2 separate regions of the Mus musculus genome follow, and region 1 is linked to region 2. The links are chromatin contacts, called in public targeted proximity ligation maps. All regions are on one chromosome and are shown on one strand. The core of a region is the stretch at or near the end of the contact, and the rest is flanking DNA. Distances in the headings are between cores, read along the strand shown.

Evidence for each region.
Region 1: a targeted proximity ligation map of memory CD8 T cells shows a contact between it and region 2, with 5 read pairs. A contact is called at or near these places in 2 of 130 datasets of targeted methods (memory CD8 T cells and pancreatic cancer cells).

Annotation. Positions count from the first base shown.
Region 1 is chr19:3,910,798-3,915,504 of GRCm38.p6, forward strand. Ndufs8 (NADH:ubiquinone oxidoreductase core subunit S8) reads right to left here and starts at 1,977. Exons shown (of 7, transcript NM_001271443.1): 1 at 1,913-1,977; 2 at 892-949; 3 at 769-819; 4 at 364-459; 5 at 101-273. The coding sequence starts at 949. It overlaps Aldh3b1 (aldehyde dehydrogenase 3 family, member B1), which reads right to left. Exons shown (of 10, transcript NM_026316.3): 9 at 4,497-4,596; 10 at 2,694-3,287. The coding sequence ends at 3,097.
Region 2 is chr19:3,387,262-3,392,140 of GRCm38.p6, forward strand. Tesmin (testis expressed metallothionein like) reads left to right here and starts at 1,596. Exons shown (of 9, transcript NM_001039657.2): 1 at 1,596-2,072; 2 at 4,842-4,879. The coding sequence starts at 1,689.

The DNA of each region.
Region 1 (4,707 bases), core at 727-3,226, 520 kb after region 2:
ACCAAAAAAAAAAAGAAAAAAGAAGGGTCTTTCCCGGGGGAGTGTATCAAGGTAGGGGTCAGATCAGATTTAGGGCCTAGTAGTTAGAAGGCAGACTCACCTGTGCAGGACAGATGGCCTCACAGAGTTTGCAGGCAATGCAACGCTCCTCTCCAGATGGGTAGCGGCGCAGTGCATGCTCCCCACGGAAGCGCGGACTCAGTGGGCCCTTCTCAAAGGGGTAGTTGATGGTGGCAGGCTCTCGAAAGAGGTAACTTAGGGTCATGCCCAGTCCTGGGAGTAGTACAGAGCTGGTAAGAGGATGCTCTCCTCTCCGGCCGTCCACGCCTGACTCTCCCCTCTCCCCTCTTCACTGGTACCCACCTCGGATGAGTTCTGTCCACATCAGAATCCGAGCTGCATTGTCAGTTGCGGACTTCATGTCCACCTCAGACTCCTGTTCCTTCTTATTCACATACTCTGCAGGAGGTCAGGGAGGGAGGTTAATGGAAGCTGGCTTTGGAAGCGCACCCAGGCAAAGCTTTTCAAGTTCAGGGAGTGAGGGACCTAGGTCCTCCTAGTGGGTCCTGATAACCTAGCAGCTCTTTCCTGTCACATGCCTCCCGCCTTTGATGGTACTACAGTGACTGAGTCACAGTCTCTCTTGATCGCTACCTTCATTTTCAGAGTGGAAACTAGAGCTCACAGAGGGTCCCTAGCAAAGCAATTTCCCGGGCCTTGGGTGTGACGACGGTCAGAAAAGCTCAAGTCAGAATATTGGCTACTCACTGTACGTTGCCGCCACTGCGCTGCTATGAAGGCTTTGTCCATTAAGATGTCCTGCAAGGAGAGAGGTGATTTCACACCAGGAAGCTCTGCTCCCCCACCCCCAGGAAAGGCCTCTAGCCCTACCTGTGCGCATGGCCTGGGCCAAGGCCCGTGGCAGCATTGATGAGCTCAGGCGATACATCTGGAACATGGAGAAGGGAAGAGAAGGGTCTAAAACTGCCCTCCTCTGAACCTCTACCTTACGCCCCATTCACTCACAATCCCACTCAAGACCAGCACCCCTAACCCTCAATCTGACCTCACTCTGCTGACTCACAGTTCCTGGGCACCCCAAGTTCCTTCTATTTCTGCAGTTCCTAAGCAACCTATTTAATCCATTTCCCCATGTCCACTCCTCATCCTCCGCTCACACCAAGGCTCCCTGACCACCACCAGTGTATTCAGGAGCCTGGATGGTTCTTCTGGTGGGTCCTCCTAGTGGGTCCTGATAACTCTGAGCCAGGCTTCATGTCAAATGTCATAGACCCTGTCATCCTGTCATGTTAAGTGATTGCTCCCAAATTACCCAATGTCATTGGAACCAGGACAGGAATCCAGGAGATACCTGCAGAAAACCCTTAAAGATTTAAATAATTACCAGGGTCAAGTTCCTCTCCTCAACCCAAGGGGCTCCTGGAACTCTCCCCAACCTGCAGAGTGACCTTGGGCAAATGATGTCCCCTGGCCTCAGTTTCTGGATTACAATGTAGGAAGAGGGGTCCCGAAAATTAGGGATGTATGCAAACAAGGGGATTTTGACCAAGAGTCTGGCAGATCACCAACGCTCTAGCGCCCTCTTGTGACCTTTGACCTGTAGGGGTCGGCCAATTCTTGACCCCAAGCAATCCTGGATCCAACCTACCACTTTCTCTCAGACCTTCCCCTTGACCTCTGACCCTATGAACGCAGAAGGCAGCCGGCGAGGCAGCGCATGCGCCTGAGGGTGCAGGCTTTCCGGTCCGCAGCTCGGGAAGGACGCACAAGCCGCGGGTCCCGAGCCGAAGCGCTAGATCCCAGACTTCATAAGGTCAGCGGTGACACCCCGTTCAACCCTGTCGTTGCGTCACCCAGACCCTGTCTTCGCCGCCTTGCCCTGGCCACCCACCTTGAAGTGCTGCGGCTCCTTCCCTGGCCCAGATGCGGTTCAACCGGAAGGCGGAGCCTAAGCTCAGGATGCTGCCATTGGGCGAGCTTCTCACGCCTTTTTCCATAGTGCCCTTTCCTTCTTTGGTCTGATTGGCCTAGGGTCCTGTAGGAGGCGGGCCCAGGACTATATTTTTCTCTAATTGGCTGATGGGAGCAGATGCTTGAAGTTTTGTAGGGAGCTGCCATGTTGTATCAGAGAGGTTAATGCGCCTGACTTCCGAGATCCTGAAGGCGGGACTTCCTGACCTCGGTTTGGGACGCTGCTACAGTCCGGGGAGGCGGGAGGGGTAGGGCTCATTTGAATACTGCAAAGATGGCGACAGCGTACAAGCGCTTTAACCACTGGTCCTTGTAACGGCCGCGGGTAGCAGGACTTTTGTCAAGTCTGCCCCTAGGACTAGAGAACCATGAGGCAATCTGCATGCCTTGTATGGAGTGATCAGAAATGCTTCCTTCAGGAAGTAGTGTCTAAGCTGGCGGTGTAGAATCTGGAAGGCCAGGAAGGACATGTTGACTTAGTCAAAAACCAGGCCATGTGTAGAGACAGGATGTCAAAAATTTTGAGTTTTAGCAGGTGAGTGGCTGGAAGCGCCATCCCTTGGAGCATGGAGCTCAGACTGGTGGAATGTTTTACGGCTGAGTAAACTTGTGAGGTGAGGGGTGAGTTGTAGCTGGGGAAAGGTCTTGGACTTATCACGGAGGCAGCACCTCCACTCCAAAAAAGACAAGACACCTGTAGCTTGGAGTCAGCCCTCCTAGTTTAATACTTCCACGACGATAGGCTGTTTTGTTAAGGCTGTTTTATTTCCATTGTGCAGATAGAAAACTGAGAGTGAGAAGACCCAGACAGGCCTGGTCACAGAGTATGACCTGTGCCGATTATCACTGCTCCCTTGCAACACTATCCACGAGAGGGTGGGTAGTTCAGAAGTGCTCTGTTTTCTCGAAGATTCTATGGTCACTGCATCCCTTCCTGCCTTCCTACCCTCAGCCTATCTTATTCAAAGGTCCAAAAAGGGGAGCCCCAGGAGGCAGAGGGCTCCACCAAGAAGGGCTGAGCAGACTGCTCTGTGGCCTTGGCCCTGGCAGGCCACTTCTCTGAAGCTGTGCCCCAGGCAGGCTCCTGTACCCCAAAACCCCTGCTTACAGCAGGGTGCAGCTGCAGCACCTCTCCTCCATGGCCACCAACAACACCCTGAGGTTGCGACTGGAGTAGGGTGGGTAGCGCAAGTCATTGATTTTCTCCATTCCCGGGCTGCGCAGCAGACAGGCACGCTGGTTGGAGAAGGTGTCAAAGGAGAACTTGCCGTGGTACCTGCCCATCCCGCTGGTTCCTGTGGGCAGCACAGAACATGGGTCTTTAGGTCTTTAAGGGCCAACTGAGGGGACATCACATAGACTTGGCTTTGACAGGTAGGCTATCTTAGCCTGTTTCTCTGTGTGTTCAGTGGACTAATCACAAGGCGTTATGGATGAGTACTGAACTTGCCCCAGCCACTTTACCAGGTGCCCTTAGGGACAGGCAAACTGAGGTCATGGGTATGAATTCTGGAGCTAGGCTTCCCAACGTTGAATCCCAGCCCCATACTGAACACTCTAGGCAAGTGACTGCCTCAGGCTCTCTGTGAGAGTGGCATCTTTTTTCTAGGTTTGTGGCAGACATCTTCAAATCTGTGTAGCTCTTACTGTCTAGGAAGGAACAAGGACTCAACCCAGAATGTCCAGGGGACATGGCCTGGGTGGAGTTGGTAGTAATGAAGCTGGCTTGTTAAAGTGAGGGACGCCAGAGGATCATGGAGTCAGCCAGATAGTGTGTAAGTGGGGAAGGTGGGGGGAACATGTAAGGGTTCAAGTTCAGTAGCCATCACAAGAGACTAAGGGGGAACAAGAGCAGGACTTCTAGGCCAGACCAGGACTAGCCGGACAATGCTGTCATTTGCTCTGATATTGAGTCTGACCGGGTGGAAGGACCAGGGCACTTTCAGTGAGGAAGTCGACCTAAAGGAGAAGTAGCTGTCCCGGTCACATGCCTGTGGGCTTGCTGGAATATAGCTGTGAGGTTTGAAGTTGGGGGCGGGGGGTGGCAGGGGGGTGGAATGGGGCATCTCCACATGCCTGGCCTCCTGGAAACAGAGACACCCAGAGCTGGGTGTGCAGGGACTTGGGAAGGCTAAAGGAGGCATCATTTGGCCCTGCCATGGAGTTGAAGGCCAGAACTATGTGGGGATGGGTGGCCAAAGTCTGGGGGAGAGACAAAGAACTCAGTGGCTGGAGGCAACTGGTGTGTTTTTATAAACCCACCAACGTGATCTCTCTGTAGCTTCTCACCCACATGTTTAGTGCAAGCATATCTGCAAAGTTCCACCACAGACTGTAGGGAGGTGGGAGAGAGGCAGGCTAGTTGGACAGTCAGTGGGGAGGGGCTTATGCTGCACTGGGCACTGAGAAGGGGGCACATCTTCTGCAGTTAATGTGGTCAGGTAGCAGGATGGGGATGCAGGTAGGGGGTCAGCCCAGGAGGGCAGAGCTCTGCTGCTACCTACCCACTCCTCCAAAAGGAAGGCTGGACAGGGTCATGTGCATGAAGCCATCATTCCCACAGAATCCCCCGCTGCTGGTCCGGGCCAACACCTGTTTGATAACCTGGGAGAGAAAAGATGCAAAGCACTCCTGGACGGACCTTGTTTCAGTGAGGGCCAAGGGGGCCCTAATGGGGCAGACTCACAAACTCCACCCTGGGGCATATTCTCTATG
Region 2 (4,879 bases), core at 346-2,845:
GGAGAGCATAGGGAGATACGAGCCATTGTGACAGTCTGGTGCACGACAAGATGTCAGCCTCACCTTCCATTTAAACAGTTGGTGAGAGACTTTCATAGTATGTAACTGAGTCGGGGCTCGCCTCATTTTAACTGGAAGAAGCCGCCAGAGCACTGTATAGAATCCTTCTCAACGATATGGGAATGCAAGGTGCAAAGGAATTCTTGCTGCCGACTGTGGGATGTGGATTAGCTTACAGAGTGCTTGCCTGGCATGCAAGAAGCCCTGGGTTTAATTCCCATACTAAATAAGCTGATGATAGTGGTGCATACCTATTATCCTAGCACTCAGTAGGCAGAGGCAGGAAAATGAGAAGTTCAAGATTGCCTTTGATTACATAGTAAATTCAAGGAAGTCTGGGCCACATGAGACCTTACCTTTAAAAGATATAAGTAAAACATGAGTTGGAAGCCAACCTGGACTAAATAGTGATCACCAGGTCAACTAGAGTCACGCAACAAGACCCTGTCTCAAACAGACTAACAAGAAACTAAAATGGCTGATGAGGTAGCTTAGTGGGTAAAGGTGTGTGCTGCCAAGTCTGACAACCTGAGTTTGATCCCAGAAGCCGCACAGGGAAGGAGAGACAACTCTCGACTCTGGAACGTTTTCCTTTCCTTCAGATTAATGCCATGGTGTGTCCACAAATGTATATGCAAATACGCATTAAGTGTAAATAAACAAAACCCTGAAAGCAAAACCTGATGGCACAGGATTTTAATTGCAACTACTGAGACTGAGACAAGGTAACACGTTCAAGGGCAGAGTTCCCAGCATGTAGGAGGCCCTAGATTCAATCTCCAGTACTGCCTGAGCAATAATAGATAAATGTACTGGAAGTGACTCACAGGTTAATAGCACTTTTTTTCGCTGAGGACCCAAACTCACTTCCCAGCACCTATTAACTCAGTTTCGTAATGCCCCCCCCCCCCCCAGGTTGGACCGTTAGGGAAGGGGGCGGGGCCATCTCTGCCTGGACAGGGCGGGCCTTAACAGGGGTGGGTGGGGCCTCCCACCTAGCACTGCTTCAAATTTCCTGGAGTATTAGTCATGTTTTTAACCCCAATTTTTGGGAGGCAGAGGCAGGTGGAGCTCTGTGAGTTCCAGGCCAGCTTGGTCTACGTAAAGAGTTCTAAGCCAGCCAAGTCTACCTACTAAGATTCTGACTTAAAAACAAAAACAGATGAAAAGGAGGGGTGAAAATGATGTAAATACAGTACTCACCAATGAAATTTTCAAAGTTTAAAAAAAGAGAGAAAGAACCACCACCTGGGAGCCTCAGTTTCCCCCACTAGGTGCAGGAGAGGTTGGCTGATACCCAGTCCCTCCAGCCTCCATCCAAGCATACCGAAAGGCTGCCTTGTGGGCCAACCACAGCCCAGGTCCCATCCATCATGCTCAGGCCCCGCCCACCAAGAGCCAAAGCCCAACCTCCATGGCAAGGCCCCGCCCACCATAGACACCCACCTACCACAACCCAGGCTCCTGTCATCTTGGCAGAGGCCCCACCCACCGCAGCCCAGGCTCCGCCCCGTTCAGTCAGAGACGGGCCCCGCCCCTTTCCCTAACGGTCAACGGTCGTCCAGCCTCTCAGAAGCAAGGCGAGCTGGACGGCCGCGTCGTGTCGCTGTTCTCGGGTCCCAGTGGCCATGGAGGACGCGCTGCTCGGCGCCATGACTGGCCCCGAAGACGAGCTGGGCGCCGAGCTGTTCGGGTCAGAGCGTGTGTTCGCGGACGGGCTGGCGCTGAGCCCCGCAGGCGGTGCGGCCGATCGGGATGAGTTGCCGGTTCTGGCCGACGCCTACCTGGGCGCCACCGAGCCAGGGGAGCCGCTGCTGCGTGCGCTCAGCCCCCCGCCGGGCGCTGAGGTACCGGCCGCCCTGCTCGGCGACTTCCCGGGGCTGCCCGAGCTCCGCAGCCCAGACGACGCCGCTCCGCCTCCCGCCTACAGCGTGCACGTGTTATCGTCGTTACTTCCCGGTGCTCGCGGGCCCGCGCTGTTGCCGCTAAGCGCAGGAGTGCGCGTGATCCCAGTAAGCGCCAGCAGGGGCCACCGTCGCGCCGCCTCTCCGCGTGCCTATCCTGTGGGCTGGCCCCGGGCAGCAGGCTCAGGCACCACAAGGGATACAAGGGAGGTGGCACCTCCCTGCCCAGCCTTTTCCCCTGCAGATGACTGTGCCACACTAGAAGAGCTTATAACTGTTGCCATCACAGTGTGTGTTCCTGGCCTGTTGGACTTGTGTCTCCACCCACCTCCGCCCCAGCAGGGCTAGGGATAGAACCCAGGGCCTTTTGCGTGTTCTGCAGATAGTTTTCAGCCTGGTAGTTTGGGATTGGCTGGGAGATTTTTTTTTCTTCACACCAAAGACTTCCATTATTGAGGATTTTTTCAGTTGATGATCTCCCCCTCTGTAAGATAAGGGACAGTTCTTTAAACCTATGTAGAGTTTTGATGAATTCTGCTTCTCAACCATATTGCTAAGCTATATAGCAATTCCTTGAAATTGCTATATAACTTAGGAGAACCTCTGATTCTCCTGCCTCTACATCCTGAGTGCTAGGTGTACAGGTGAGCCCCACCACACCCGGCTGATACAATGCTGGGACCACACCCTGCCTTATGCTAGTCCACTAACCCAACTAACCCACATCCCCAACACCTCACTGTTGCCAATAGAAAGGAATCAACCTTTTAAAGGAAACCAGGCACAGGTCAGCCCCCAAAGAACCCTGCTTGGGAAACTGGGCTCCTCATCCAGTCAAGTGTGTCAGGTCTAGAGTAAGCCTTCATAGAATTTTTGTTGTTTTAAATCTCTGTGGAGATGACAGGAGCCTGGCTTTGTACACCAATAAGTCACAGCTAGTAGAGCTCAGAACCCAGAAATCCTGTTCCCTGCTCAATTTACAGAGAAGGTGGGACTCTAGCCTTCCCACAGGAACCTTCTAACTCAGCCTCATTCCCAGGCAGAGGCCTCCTCCTGGTTTCCAGTGCTTCCAAATGCCAGCAGTTTGATTTACCTTAAACAGGAGCTGGCTCAGCACCTTCTGCCTCCTAGCTCTCCTCTCCCCTCTATGAGAAGAACAGGAAAGGGAATAAGCCAGTGTGGAAGAGAGGTTTAATTATTGGGTGACAAAACTTTGTGTGTGTGTGTGTGTGTGTGTGTGTGTGTGTGTGTGTGTGAGGGGGATGGTTTCGAGACAGGGTTTCTCTGAAGCACTGGCTGTCCTGGAACTCACTCTGTAGACCAGGCCGCCCTCGAACTCAGAAATCCGCCTGCCTCTGCCTCCCAAGTGCTGGGATTAAAGGTGTGCGCCACCACACCCGGCATGACAAAACTTTAAAACACTTTTTAAAGGTTTTTTTAATGTGTGAATTTGTTTACATGCCTTGTAAGCATGCAGTACTCAAGGAGGCCAGAAGAGGGTGGCAGATCCCCCAAAACAAATCACCCACCAGTTGTGAGCCACCATGTGGGTGCTGGGAACTGAACCCAGGTCCTTTTGTAGACCTTTTTGTTTTTGTGAGGCAGTCTCATGTAGCCTAGGCTGGTCCTGAACTCTGTACCTGCACATGATCTTCATGCCTGCTCCTCCTTTCCCACAAAAGGGTTAGGATCCCAGGCTCAGGCCAGCACTCCTGGCTCTTTCTGAAGGAACCCTCCTCACACATTTTCATGCAGTTAGGTTCAGTCTAGAAAAGTACTACTGCTGTAGTATAAATAGCTCTGATATTTGCTGCTGCTGCTGAAGTCAGCAATTGTGTGTTTGTGGGTAGGGGGAAATCATTTTGGTGAGACTCCAATGAACTACTGCCAGGTTCCCAAGGCAGCAAGCAAGAAAAAGTGTAAGTTTCCTGCATTTCTGTAAAATCTGAATTCTGCATAAGGCTGCTCCTCAAAACCTAACTGTACTTTCTTGTCTTCTAAGGTTTGGATCACACAAGTCTGATGTAAATTTTGTAACCACTGGGACCTTTCCACTTTTAAATCCCATTGCTTCTTAGTAAATGCAATTTTGTCTCATTTATCTATTTTATAATTGGATTTATTTATCTGTGTGTGGGTGCATGTTCCACAGTGCACATGGAGAGGTCAGAGGACAACCTACAACAGTTGACTCTCTCTACCATGTGTGTTCTTGAGTTCAAACTTGGCTCGTCAGGCTTGGTAGCAAGTGCCCTTACCTACTGAGCTATCTTGCTGGTCCTCTTTCTTTCTTTCTTTCTTCCTTTCTTTCTTTCTTTCTTTCTTTCTTTCTTTCTTTCTTTCTCTTTCTTTCTTTCTTCCCTTCCCTTCCTTCCTTCCTTCCTTCCTTCCTTCCTTCCTTCCTTCCTCTCTCTCTTTTTTTCTTTCTTTCTTTCTTTCTAAAAGATTTATTATATGTAAGTATACTGTAGCTGTCTTCAGATGCTCCAGAAGAGGGTGTCAGATCTCATTACAGATGGTTGTGAGCCACCATGTGGTTGCTGGGACTTGAACTCAGGACCTTCAGAAGAGCAGCCAGTGCTCTTAACCGCTGAGCCACCTCTCCAGCCCTATTTATTTCTTTTTGATGCAGGCTCTCAGTATGTTCCCAACTCTTGTCCTCTTCACATTCTGGACCTGATGGCGTCCTCAGAGTTCTCCATCCTGAGGCTGCTCAGATGACTAGATTGCTTTATTTCTCAAAGGAGAAAATGGTTCCTGACTGAGGGCCAGGGCAATCCTTGCTCCGCTGCTGACCCCAGACTTAGACGTCAGTCTTCCACGTGCTATCACTTCACTCCATGTCTGTATCCTCTAATGTGACCACTGCTTTTCCAGGTTGAAATCAAAGAAGCAGGTGGTAGTGTGCCAGGCGG